2 separate regions of the Danio rerio genome follow, and region 2 is linked to region 1. A link is a contact called in public HiCAR-type data. All regions are on one chromosome and are shown on one strand. The core of a region is the stretch at or near the end of the contact, and the rest is flanking DNA. Distances in the headings are between cores, read along the strand shown. Region 1 holds the start of casp17 (caspase 17, apoptosis-related cysteine peptidase). Region 2 holds the start of dbnla (drebrin-like a).

Region 1 (7,219 bases), core at 329-2,828:
GTTCATATCTGTTTTTTTTACATATATAAAATATGGAGTAACAATTTATTTTGATGGTTCATTTGAGTATTAGTAGACAGTCTGCTTAATATCTGCTGATACTGCTCATTTAAAAGACATTTACCTGACTATAAGAAACTTTGCAAGGACATGTCAACTTACACTGACCCCCACCCTAACCCTAACCTAACATTGTGACCAAATATATGTCATATATCCAACCAATATTTCAAAATATTGCTTGCATATATTATAAATGTATTACAAATATGCACATTAAATACAGTATTAGATATAATCTTATATGTATGTCTATATATATATATATATATATATATATATATATATATATATATATATATATATATATATATATATATATATATATATATATACACACATAAATTCTTTTATTTGTTTTAATTCGGCTTAGCCCCTGCATTATCCACAGCAGAATGAACCACCAACTATTCCAGCATATCTTTTACGCAGCAGATGCCCTTCCAGCTGCAACCCAATACTGGGAAACACCCATACACACTTACATTCACAAATCACAGCTAATTTAGTTTATTCAATTCACCTATAGAACATGCAAACTCCACAGAGAAACGCAAACTTGTCCAGCCGAGGCTCGAACAAGCGACCCTCTTGCTCTGAGGCGACTGTGCTACCCACTTAGCCACCATGCCGCCCCACATAAATACAGTTTTAGACAATATTTGAACATAAATGTACATATTTGTAACTTTAATGGTTGAACATAATATATGGAAATGTAAATATATCTTTTTTTCACTTGTATCATATATTTAATTTGCTTAATATTGCCAAATATTATAATTATATACGTGTGTTGAAAGAAATTACCCCAAAGTTGGTTTTGTCCATGTTTGCCAAAACCAACTTTGGGTTAAAAAATTTTTTTTCGATTAAACTTAATTTAGGTTTTAATAAAATAATAATAACTTTAACAGCAACACACAAACACAGACACACACCACAAAGCACTGCAGATCAGAAATGGCATATTTTTAAATCTGAATCTTCAGTGTTTGAATGTGTGTGTGTGTGTGTTTTTTGCAGGATTGTCATAACCCATAGTTGGTTTTGCCCCTATCTGACCCAGCTTTGGTTTATAACAACCCAGCAACACATAAAACAAACATAAAATCAGCTTGGAAGACGGAATTATAAATGTAATTTTTTTCCCAGAGATGGGTTGCGGCTGGAAGGGCATCCCCTGCGTAAAAACAAGCTGGATAAGTTAGCGGTTCATTCCGCTGTGGCGACCCCGTATTAATAAAGGGACTAAGCCGAAAAGAAAATGAATGAATGAATTCTTCAACATTTACCTTGTTTGAAAGCCTCAATAATCTCTCCTGCTTCCATGTCCACTCTGATGTCCACAGAGAAGCCCAGTTTCATCAGGATCTTGTGAAGTCTTTGCGTGTCTTTCTTGGCTCCGGGTCTGTTTCTGAGAAGTGCGTCAGGATAGAAATTCTCCACTGACACAATCAGCGCCCGGTTCTTCATTCTCTTGTTTGCTGTGAAGGCTGGAAATCTACAGAAAGACATCTTTAACTCCAGCAGCACTGAGGGCGAATACACAGACTGAGAAAGTAAAGGAGCGACAACATTATCAGCGTCTCCACATCATATAACAAGGTGAGTCCAGCCTCATTTGCATGAGTCCGGCCATATATGGTGTTTCCTGTGTGTCATGCGTCTGGCAGTTCCCAGAGCTTCACCTTTAGCTAACAGAAGCAGTTACTGTCTGCGTAGGTGCTTGCATTTGTTTGAGTGTTTACCAGCAGTGCTTTGCTGGAAAAGGATGTAGGGAAGAATGCGATGCAACATAAGGTGACAGTAGAAAAATATGAAAAAAGGACATTTTTAAAATGATGCTCTTATTATTTTGCAGTTTCTGTAATAGTCACAAATTTGTAATAATAATAATAGTTTCTTGAAATGCTTTTTAATAAAGTCTTTAAGTTGCATTTATTGTTTTAAAAAAAAAATACTGATGAGAGGATGATTCGGTGCTTAATTTTATGTTTTGCAATAAAAGGTTTATAAGCAGAATACTGACACTGGTATCTATATTATATTAATAATGTTTAATAGCATATTAATATTAATCATTAATAGCAATACAATAATATTAATAATTAATAGCAATTAAATAATAATAGGGCGATGCAGTGGCGCAGTAGGTAGTGCTGTCGCCTCACAGCAAGAAGGTCGCTGAGTCGCTGGTTCGAGCCTCAGCTCAGTTGGCGTGTCTGTGTGGAGTTTGCATGTTCTCCCTCCGTTCGCGTGGGTTTCCTCTGGGTGCCCCGGTTTCCCCCACATTCCAAAGACATGTGGTACAGGTGAATTAGGGTAAGCTAAATTGTCTGTAGTGTATGAATGTGTGTGCAGAGGTTTCCCTGAGATGGGTTGCGGCTGGAAGGGCATTCGCTGCGTAAAAACTTGCTGGATAAGTAGGCGGTTCACTCCGCTGTGGTGACCCAGGATTAATAAAGGGACTAAGCCGACTAGAAAATGAATGAATGAAATAATAATAATTATGATTATAACTAGAATAATAAGTATCATACTTGGCTTGAAATATAAAATTTGATTGTTTTAATTATAAAAATCAATAATTTTTATTATTTATTTTTGTAAGTTACAACTTTAAAGTCTTTGCATTAAATAGATTTCAAGAGTTCACACTTAACTCAAGACTTACAAAAGCTTGTTTGGCATGCTGTCCCTGGAAAGAGCCCTGAGCTGAAGGGATCCTCTAGTCTAGGGTTACCCCCCTTTTGCGGGGCGAGAGAGATTGAGCTTAGAATGATCCTAATACTCCCCCGCAGCTAAGGTCAAGGTGAACTTCTTGAAAGCGAGACATCTAATAAAAGAGACTTATGTTTATATGGTCTATGATGTAAAGCATATTTAGGCTTCGAGAGGTAACCGGGAAACCCGGCCACGAACGCGCCAGCTCAGAGCAGAAACGCCAGATGTTCCAGCAAGGAGCCAGAGCCATTGGAATTCTGGCTGGTCGCTGGGCCACGTATTCTGGATAAAGGTGGAAGAAGGGGAGGAGGGGGGTTTCTTCAAGACGAAGATAGCTGTAGAGAGAAAAAGAGAATAAATATAGGAACGCAGGATCCTTTGATTGGAGGATCGTGATTAGCTAATATGAGCCAGCTGGGTCAATCATGAGCGCATACTCCTCTCGAAATTATTTAATAAATAAAACTTCACACAGTGAAAAGATTATTAGCATGTTATACAAATTGCTTAAAAATCATTGGCAGGTTTAAAAAAAAAGTTAGCTCATAATGATAAAAATTGAGAAGAAAAAATAATGCAGTGCATATATAATCTTATTTTTATTTGTTTATGCATTATTTTATTTAATGCATAATTTTTATTACACTTGAATTAAATTAAGGTAATTAAAATTTATGAAATGTATAAATTTAAATTTATGAATAATAATATCAATGAATTTATAGACCTGATGTATGTTTCTCTGCACTCTCTCTGAACTATCAGCAAGTTCATGACCCAGTAGAACTTGTTTTTAATGTCTGCTTATCTTCATGTTGATTGCGTGATGCTTCCTTACATTAATGTTCAGGATAAACTAGTTCAGCTTTGATTACACTTTGTACCTGATTTTGTTTCCTGTCTAGTGTACTGTGAAATTATGCACAGAGGTAGAAATACTGCTCGGAGATTAATATTGCATATGCTCATCTTATGATTCTTTATTTTTTTATGATGAATTGTTGCATTTGTGTTTTTGTGAGCTCAATTATGTGAAATACAGTTTAAGTTTAAATTATTAGTGACATTTTTATTATTTTTTCCCCAAAATATATCTTTGTTTAACATTTTCCGTGCAAAAAACATATCAGAAAATTACATTGAGTAATAAGATAATATTTATTAACTTTTTATTCTTTTATAATGTTTTAAAGTGTTTAACACATTTTTAAACAATAGTTTTAATGAATTATTAATTTTATCTTTGCCATGATGGCAGTACATAATATTTTACTAGTTATTTTACAAGATACTAGTATTCAGTTTTCTGTGCAATTTAACTTAAAATTATGTGCAATTATGACTAAATGATGTGCAATTTAGTCAAGTTGTTCAGTAGACAATAATATTGTCCTAAAAAAAGCTTGAAAACAATTAAAATCTGCTTTTATTTCAGCCAAGCTAAAAGAAATAAGACTTTCACCAGAAGAAAAAAAATATTGTAAGAATTACTGTTAAAATTGATTTGCTCAGTTAACCCCGTAAGTCCTGAAATATAAAAAAAATAGGCAGAAAATAAAAATTTTCTAGAACTGACATGTTTATTAAACCATCTAGCAAAATCAATTTTTTTGCATGTAATATTTTTCATGATATTTATTTTGTATCACATTTGATAAATCAGGTGTTTGTGCAACTTTTTGCTCATTACAATGTTAATTTTAATTACAAAAAAAAGTTTAACATTTGACAGTCCTTTAACATTTTGATAGCAGAGAACATTTCAGGCAGTTTTGCTCTTTGTTGTTTTGTTTTTTACATTAAATATTTTACAGTCTGTGGGCGCAGCACGGTGGCGCAGTGAGTAGCAGTGTTCTACATTGTTCCTGTCAAGAAAACTTTTTATAATAATAATTATAATAATTCTTTACATTTATATATCTTCTGGGCACTAACACTTTACACAATGGGGGAATCTCCTCATCCACCACCAGTGTGCAGCTTCCACCTGGATGACTCGACGGCAGCCATATTGCTCCAGACCGCACACCAGCTGATTGATGGAGAGGAGACAGAGTGATGAAGCCAATTATGATATGGGGAGGGTTAGGAGGCCATGATGGACGGAGGCCAGTGGGCAGATTTGGCCAGGATGCCAGGGTTAAACCCCTACTCTTTTTCGAAGGACATCCTGGGATTTTTAACGACCACAGAGAGTCGGGACCTCGGTTTAACATCTCATCCGAAAGACGGCGCTCACTGAGCAGTAAAGAGTCCCCGTCACTATACTGGGGCATTAAGACCCACACATACCGCAGGTTGAGCGCCCCCTCCTGGCCTCATTAACACCACTTCCGGCAGCAACCTAGCTTTCCCATGTGGTCTCCCATCCAGGTACTGACCGGGCGCAGCCCTGCTTAGCTTCAGTGGGCGACCATGTTAGAATTGAGCTAGCTGCCGGCTATTAAATTTTATTAACTAAAATTGTTAACGATAAAAATTGTATTCATGCTAAAACAACTTGAAATTAGCAAATAGTTTCCAGCCAAAAAGCAGCCATTTTGAAATGGTAAAAAAAAACACCTTCCACTGCCTGGACTGTCATGAAAATCCACAAGAGGGCGAATACAAGTATTCAATCATATACAACAGGTTTTCGAGCCAAAAATTGATCAGTTTGATTTTATATAGGTCTTAGAAGCTTGTGTATCAAACAGGATATATGCGACTTTATAGGGTTAAACATCACTTGAGAAATGACTAATAATTCAATAAATAATTGTCAATGTCAATTTTATTTATATAGCACTATTAAACACAACCAAAGGTTGACCAATGTGCTGAACAATAAATCACAGAGAACAAGTATAAAATTATAACTAAAACAAACAATTCTCACAAATAGTTAATATAGGTAAAAACAACCAAATCTCACTAATAGTTATTATAACTAAAAACAAACAATTATCACTGATAAAATGCCAAATCAAAAAGGTAAGTTTTCAACCTAGATTTAAAAACAGACAGCGATGATATACACCTAATACAGAGGGGCGGAGCATTCCACACAGTAGGACCAGCTACTGCGAAAGCCCGATCACCCCTGCATTTCAGCCTCGACTTTGGAATGTATAAAAGTCTCTGGTTTGATGACCGAAGAGACCGACCAGGCTGATGTTCAGTCAACAGGTCTGACAGGTAGGATGGAGCCAGGCCATTTAGAGATTTAAAAAGAAAGAAAATTTCTTAAAGACTTTTAAAAGTGACACGATAGTGCACAGGCAAGAGCGCAGCACTGGTGTGATGTGGTCAAATTTTCTGGTGCTGGTTAAAAGCCTTGCAGCAGCATTTTGAACTAACCGTAGGTGGGATAGAGTTTTCTCACTGATCCCAAAATATAGCGCATTACAGTAGTCCAATCTTGAAGTAATAAAAGCATGAATTATTTTTTCAACATTTTTTCTAGATAAAATAGGTGTTACCACGGCTGGGGGGAGTGACACTCACAACAGGAGGTAAGATCCAATGTGCAGGTTTATTCAATATCAGGCAAGCAATGGTCAAATCAGGTGCAAACGGATATGTATAGACTGTCCAGAATCGTAGTCGATATAAACAGGCAAAAGGTCGAAAGGCAGGCGGCTAAACGGGATAACTAGGAATGCAAGGCTAGGATCTAAACACAGAGAAACAATAGGGATGGCTGACGTGAAACTGATGTTTCGACACAGTGTCGAGATCCCGAAGCGCAAGTGTTTCGAAACACTGCACCGAAGCATGATCCGAAGCACCCAAGTCACGTGACTAAAGTGTTTCGAAACACCTAGTCACGTGACTAAAGCGATTCAAAGCATCGATCAGCTTTGAAACGTTTCGAGACCTGGCGAATCCTCATTTGATTGCCAAGGTCATCAATCAATCTGTGTGTCATATGGCTTAGAGGACTTTGTGATTGCTAAGTGATTCTATGCTTTGCATGATGTTTTGGGTTCAAATCCCGACTTGTACAAATACTCTGAATTCATGGTTTTATGTATTTTAATCATGTTTCTGTTTTGTGTAGCCTAAATAGGATACAGCTGCAGTTACGCCATCAATTTAGCATCATTTTTGTAACACTGTAAAACAATAATAAATATTTTTACAGTATGGTTAGGTTTAGGTAGACATTAATAAAATACAATAAATGGGAAATTTAATGAATAATATAAATAATTCTTGATAACTTCAGGCCACCGTTTTTGATCTAGCAACAACCCTGTTTTAAGACAAAAACAAGACAAATTTATTCACAAATTGTTCATTCGGATATCAGAACAATGTTGAAACAAAACGATACAAGAGCAAAGCATTACCAATTGGTATTGAAGCATTTCAAAACAACTGCCATAGACTGGATTCGAAACCAATCAACCCCGCATGGATATCTAACACCTTAACCACTATACTATGT
Region 2 (6,599 bases), core at 2,238-4,737, 190 kb before region 1:
TTGCATATTTATTTACATTTTGCAGATATAACCTTAAATTTTGCAAAGCAAAAATCGGATTCCAAGAATTTTGTGAAAAGACAAAATTTCAAGATGTAATTTGTAAATATTTTAACAATAATTATAAATATATTTTGTGCCTTGCAGCTCTGATTTTTGCTTTGAAGTCCTAGATTATATCTTACAATTTTGAATTATGATCAAAAATTATAATTGTGAGAAATAACCTTAAAATTCTCAGAAGTAAAATAGTAAAATAAATAAAGTTCAAACTCAATATAGCACATGTGTATCTCATAATTCTAACAATTCAACTTAAAATTGAGTTCATGTCTTCAAATTGCCAGTTAATATCTCATAATTCATTTTTTTTCCTCAGAATTTTTCTCAAAAGTCATAATTTTAAGAAAAGTCTAAACTCTAAAACTGCTGGATTACAACATAAAACATAAGATTCCAAGAGAAAAGTGAAAATAGTAAGTTTATACTTATTTTTTGCTTTGAATTCCAAGATTATATCTTGCAATTTTGAATTACGGTGAGAAAAACAAATCATAATTGTGAGATATAAAGACAAAATTGTGAGATAGAAGTTCAGAACTCATTCATTCATTTTTCTTCAGCTTAGTCCCTAATTTATCAGGGGTCACCACAGCGGAATGAACCACCTATTACCTTTTAATTTTTTTCACAATTTCCATAGTAGGACTAGACTTCCATAATCTTTAATATGAGTTATGATTATGATTGAAATCCCTCACCACACGTCCAGGAGGCTCAGAATGATTGTTCTGGCTTGATTCTCTGTGGATGTTGTAGTTTACGCCGGAGCCTTTGGCCACTTTCTCCATGATGGCCGCAGGTTCCACGTCATCATCTGATCGAGCGTTAATGGTCACGTGTGCACCCTTTAATTCAACACATAACAGATTAAAGTTATGATGGTGTTTATTTGCATGACATAATGCGACAAATAAGAGAATGACTTGTATTTTAAACTCACTCTCAGAAAATTGGCCATTGAGTGAACATGTCTAGCGCAAACACCCTTTCTGAGGTCCTTGACTCCCTCGCCGGTCTAAAACCAAAAGAGGATTCATATCAATGAAGCTGTGAATACATTTTAAAGCTTTCGGTGTTGCTGCATTTTTTTAAAGTAAAAAGTATTCGCCCTCCTGTGAATTTTGTTTTCAAGTATTTCCCAAATGATGTTTAACAGAGCAAGACATTTTTCACAGTATTTCCTATAATATTTTATCTTCTGGAGAAAGTCTTCTTTGTTGTCAGTGTTGCCAGATCGGGTGATTTTGAATTTGATTGTGTGCATAGGCGGATTGACAAAATTTGTGCAGTTTTGAAACGTACATTTTACATGCAACATATAACCTCAACATGTTAACAAAACATAACTGTGTGGTCCTACTCCGTTTAGTTAGTAGTGACCAGTGCTGGCGAGGCAGTGGCGCAGTAGGTAGTGCTGTCGCCTCACAGCAAGAAGTTCGTTGGTTCGAACCTCAGCTCAGTTGGCGTTTCTGTGTGGAGTTTGCATGTTCTCCCTGCCTTCGCGTGGGTTTCCTCCGGGTGCTCCGGTTTCCCCCACAGACCAAAGACATGTGGTACAGGCGAATTGGGTAGGCTAAATTGTCCGTAGTGTATGAGTGTTTGTGTGTGGATGTTTTCCCAGAGATGGGTTGCGGCTGGAAGGGCATCCGCTGCGTAAAAACTTGCTGGATAAGTTGGCGGTTCATTCCGCTGTGGCGACCCCGGATTAATAAAGGGACTAAGCCGACAAGAAACTGAATGAATGAATGACCAGTGCATATTGCAATCCGCGTGGGCCCATCCGCATTTTAATAAATAATATGAATAATTCTCTGGATAATTACTGTTTTTACATTACTGTAAGGGTTGGGGTTGAGGTAGACATTAATAAAATACAATTGACTGGGTAATTTAATAAATATTATGAATAATTCTTGTTAATGTCTGACATTATGACTTAATGTCTGACATTTAGACATTAATGTCTGACATTTAGACTTTACAGACCTGAAACTTGCCTACAGCACTTATTCATTGTTGCTCTTAGTTGTGTAAATTGCTTCCTTGTCCTCATTTGTAAGTCGCTTTGGATAAAAGCGTCTGCTAAATGACTAAATGTAAATGTAATATTTGAGTGAACTATTCATTCATGAAGCATTTTTTATTTGTACATCCAGCTCTGAATATTTTTCTGTTCATACCCAGTTGATGAGCACAAATTTGGGCACTCCAGAGCTGGGGTCCAGCACTCTACAGAAGGCATACATGACTTTACCACTGTTCAGTTCGTCCACCATTTCTTCAAGCCCACCATCTAAAAAAAATGAGAGAAACACAAACCAGCATATGAAACTGTGGACTGCTGACTCATCAATAAGACAAAAAAAAAAAAAAAAGCATGACGTCAGTCTATTGGCACTCTCATCTCATCTGAAGAAAACACTCACCTCCCTTCCCTGCAACCCGAATGTCATTACTGTTTCCTTCATAGGTGAACAACACCCTGTTTAAAAAAAAAATTACATTTCATGCAAGATTATTAACAGAATAGGCTATTATAAATGTAAAATACTCGCCAAGAAGTAACCAGCCATTCTGTTTTTTTTTTGCACAGGTTATATGTAATAGCTCATAAAACAAATTTGAATATTGTTTTGAAAATAAATGAAAAAATACTAAAGTAAACACTAGAGTATTTTGAATTCTATTGTTGCAGTAGTACATCAACTATATTAGTACTAATATAAACAACCCAACTTTACTGCAACTACATTGTTATTATACTACATTGTTATTATACTACACCACAGTTTACTGTAGTAAAAACTAAAGTGCACTGCTGTATTTATTATAGTTCACTATAGTTAATAATACTACATTATGCTTTATCATTCACTAACAAAAGTGTTGTAAACACTATACACTCAAAAAAATTACGTTTGCTATTTGTTTAAACGACTTATTTAAAATGAGCTGAAACAACACAATTTTTGAGTTTTTTTTTAATTGGGACAACTTAATTTTTTCATTAAATCTACTTAAATTTGTAAAAACTAATAAGTTAACTCTTTCATGTTGTCCCAACGCAAATCGAGTGTACAGTGTATACAATAATACGCTTTGCTATATGCTTCAAAAACACTATTTACTCTAATTACTATAGTATTTTTAATGTTGGATGCCAGATTCTCTTGAAATGGCAAAGTTAATTACGTAAAGTAAATATAATGATTACTTATTCTTTAAAAAAAAACATGTCATTCGTCGATTTATTTTCGAGGTGTTGATGTGTGATGGAGTTTTCTTACCAGTCTTTTTTCCCGCTCACCACCTCATCATATGCTTCTGTAAGCGCGGGTCCGTTTTTACTCAGGTTTACCGCCATTGTGGATCATGAAATGAATGAAGTTGTGGATATTTTTAATGGAGATATAATCATAACCAGTCTTCCTCTTTCGTTTGAGCGTCCTTTGTCGTGTTAAAAACGCACCTGTCTCTTGAAATCTGGTTCGGCGAGTTTTTGGGAATTGAAAGGAGGAAGAGAAAGAGCTTCCCAGCAAGCCATAACTATTTAAATGATTTAAACAGGGACAAATATTGAATTTTGTGTGTGGTAGAAATGCATTACAGCGAGAACACTGTTAAAATTGTTAAAATGGTCAACGTGTTAGCATTGGGAATCATTTTACAGAATCGACTCTTTTGAAGAGAACCGATCAAATGATTCACGGATATTTTTGTTTTGTTTACGCGTTATTTATGTTTACTTTTTCATTGGATATGATATGTAGCGTCAAATAATTCAATTTAAGAATTAGTGTTAATTATATTAATGTTAGCATTGTCCATCATGTTAACAATCGGTTGGATTGAATCAGTTCAAACGAACTATTTGTTCATGAGTCGCACCTTACTTAGCATATATCTATTGATCAATCTAAGGGCGGTTCACGAGGTCACACGTGGAACTAGTTGGACTTGTACAATCACATTACTGTAATTACTTAAAGAATAGACTGAACAAAGCTATAATGCAAATCCTTTTCTTCAGAGTTCATAGATTGAAGAGCAAGAGAAATTGCGATCTGAAATACCACCGGTAAAGGTGTCAGTGAAGTATGTTATGCTATGTTGTGGTGTATTATTGCTTTTAAATAATGCTCCACACTCTATCCTAAAAGTTTTATATGTGTATGTGAAATTCAAAAACAATTACAGCTTTTCCAAACAATTCACACACAGATTGCCGCTGAAAATACTTTTGCAGATTGCACTGTTACCATACTTATTGTGCCATTTTTGTTTGTGACATGCATTTACAAATGCAAATTATGATACTTATTTAGACTTTTTGTTTGCATGCATCTTTTCCAATTGGCTCTAAAATAAAACACGCAGTTATTTGTTTGACCGCACGATGGCGCACTTTTCACGATTTTGACTCCTTTGTATTTCTATTGACTTAATTTGTATTATGCCCGAAAACTGGAGCAACATGTCAACTTGTAGAGAAAAGGCTTTTATGAAAAATGAAAAATCTTCTGCCATCACACAGTGAAAGGAATTCTGAGGGAAGTCTGCATGTGTTTTGCCCATGTGGCCCCCCAAATCTATTATTTCACACTACATTTGAAACAAATTAACTCAGCGCTTCAGTCTCCTCAAAGGTTTTCAAATCAGTGTATAACTCCAAATTTCAACCACATTAAAAATCTGCCAGAGAAAATCATGTGCGTGCAATTAAATGCACAATCTTGTGCGACCACATCGTGCGGATTGAGCCAAGATCATCTTTGAATTGATTAATCGCAGATTTTCAGCTCAAAACAGATGATTGGCGGTGCTGAGATATGAAAGGGGAACCAGGCTGATCGTTATGAGTTTCAATAGCAGATTCACATTTCTCAGCCCCAAAAATTAAAATGTGCTGTTAATTTACTCCCCCTCAGGCCTTAAAAGATGTATGCGAGACTTTTAGCTGAAACTGTGGCCCACGAAATTCATAAAAAGCAAGCCAGTGTCTACTTTTACTTTGAGAGTTCAAATAACAAACAGGCAAAACTAAATAATACCTGTGGCTCCTGAAGATACATTGACATCCTATGAAGAGAGTGTGTAACTTCTGGAAAGTTTACATGAACGTTCACAAAGGCTGTGGATAATATATTACAATAAGTAGACAGTATTTTGCTTCATTATCACTCAGTTTATCATCAGTTTGTGTGTGTTTTTGACTTTTAAAGGGGCAGATCACATCAGTTTTTATTCCTCCACTTGTTCCAAACCTGTTTGACTTTATTTCTGTTTGAACTCAAAAGAAGATATTTTGAAGAATGTTGTAAACCTGCATAGTATTCTCTGTAGAAGTCAATGGCTACCAGTTTCCAGCATTCCTCAAAATATCTTGTGTGTTCAACGGAAATGTAAATGAGTGAATTTTCATATTTTTGGGTGAACATTTTCACATTCTTGGAGTGAATCGTGCTTTAAAGTGATTAACAAAAGCTGGGGATTAAATATTATAATAAATAGACAGTATTTTGCTTTTGCTCAGTTTATCATCAGTTTATGTGTGTTTTTTGACTCTTAATGTAAATTCTGTCATTATTTTTATTCCTCCACTTGTTCCAAACCTGTTTGACTTTCTTTATTCTGTTGAACACAGAAGAAGATATTTTGAAGAATGTTGGCAACCTCCATAGTATTTTCTGTAAAAGTCAATAGCTAACAGTCTCCAACATTCCTCAAAATATCTTCCTTTGTATTCAACAGAAATGTAATTGAGTGAATTTTCATTTTGGGGGGTGAACACTCATTCTTGGAGTGGATACTGCTTTAAAGGGATTTAAATAACCTGTTTCTTTGTTTTTCAGCAGTGGTCATGGGTATCATTATTATATTTGTCTTCCGGAAAGTTCACACAAACGTTCACAAAGACTGTGGATTAAATATTATAATAAATAGTCAGTCTTGTGCTGTATTATAAGCCAGTTTATCTTCAGTTCGTGTGTGTTTTTTGATTCAGTTCACCCACAAATGAAAATTCTGTCTTCGTTTTTTATTCCTCCACTTATTCCAAACCTGTTTGACTTTCTTTTTTCTGTTGAACACAAAAGAAGATACTTTGAAGAATGTTGGAAACCTCCATAGTAATCTCTGTAGAAGTAAATGGCTACCAGTTTGTAGCATTCCTCAAAATATCTTCTTTTGTGTTCAACAGAAAACAGAAACTGAATTGCATGTTAATGAGTGAATTAGCTTTTTTTTTCGGCTGAAAACATTTTTGGAGCGAAAAGTGCTTTAAATAAAACGTGATTTTATTGTTGTTTTTCACCTGAGTGATCATTATTATATTTTCTTCCAGAAAGTTCACATGAACGTTCACAAAGGATGTGGATTAAATATAATAAACTGACAGTATTTTGCTTTATAACATCTCATTTTATCGTCAGTTCATGTGTTGTTTGACTCTTAAAGGGACAGATCACTTAAAAAATGAAAGTTTTGTCATCATTTTTTATTCCTCCACTTGTTTCAAACTTATATAACTATCCTTA

The links. HiCAR-type assays count read pairs that join an accessible place to other places.
Region 2: a HiCAR-type map of caudal fin shows a contact between it and region 1, with 8 times the contacts expected there. The contact joins the promoter of dbnla here to the promoter of casp17 in region 1. A contact is called at or near these places in 5 of 18 Hi-C or Micro-C datasets (caudal fin, embryo, hematopoietic stem cells and 1 more) and 1 of 4 datasets of contacts at active chromatin or transcription factors (caudal fin).

The regions. Positions count from the first base shown.
Region 1 is chr10:47,407,066-47,414,284 of GRCz12tu, reverse strand. It overlaps casp17 (caspase 17, apoptosis-related cysteine peptidase), which reads right to left and starts at 1,578. Exons shown (of 4, transcript XM_017358112.4): 1 at 1,356-1,578. The coding sequence starts at 1,578. It overlaps LOC141376472 (a long non-coding RNA gene), which reads left to right. Exons shown (of 4, transcript XR_012386574.1): 3 at 1,413-1,668.
Region 2 is chr10:47,602,085-47,608,683 of GRCz12tu, reverse strand. dbnla (drebrin-like a) reads right to left here and starts at 3,487. Exons shown (of 15, transcript NM_001002201.1): 1 at 3,351-3,487; 2 at 2,490-2,545; 3 at 2,244-2,356; 4 at 1,004-1,078; 5 at 762-908. The coding sequence starts at 3,427. All of the region lies in intron 2 of LOC141376473 (a long non-coding RNA gene), which reads left to right.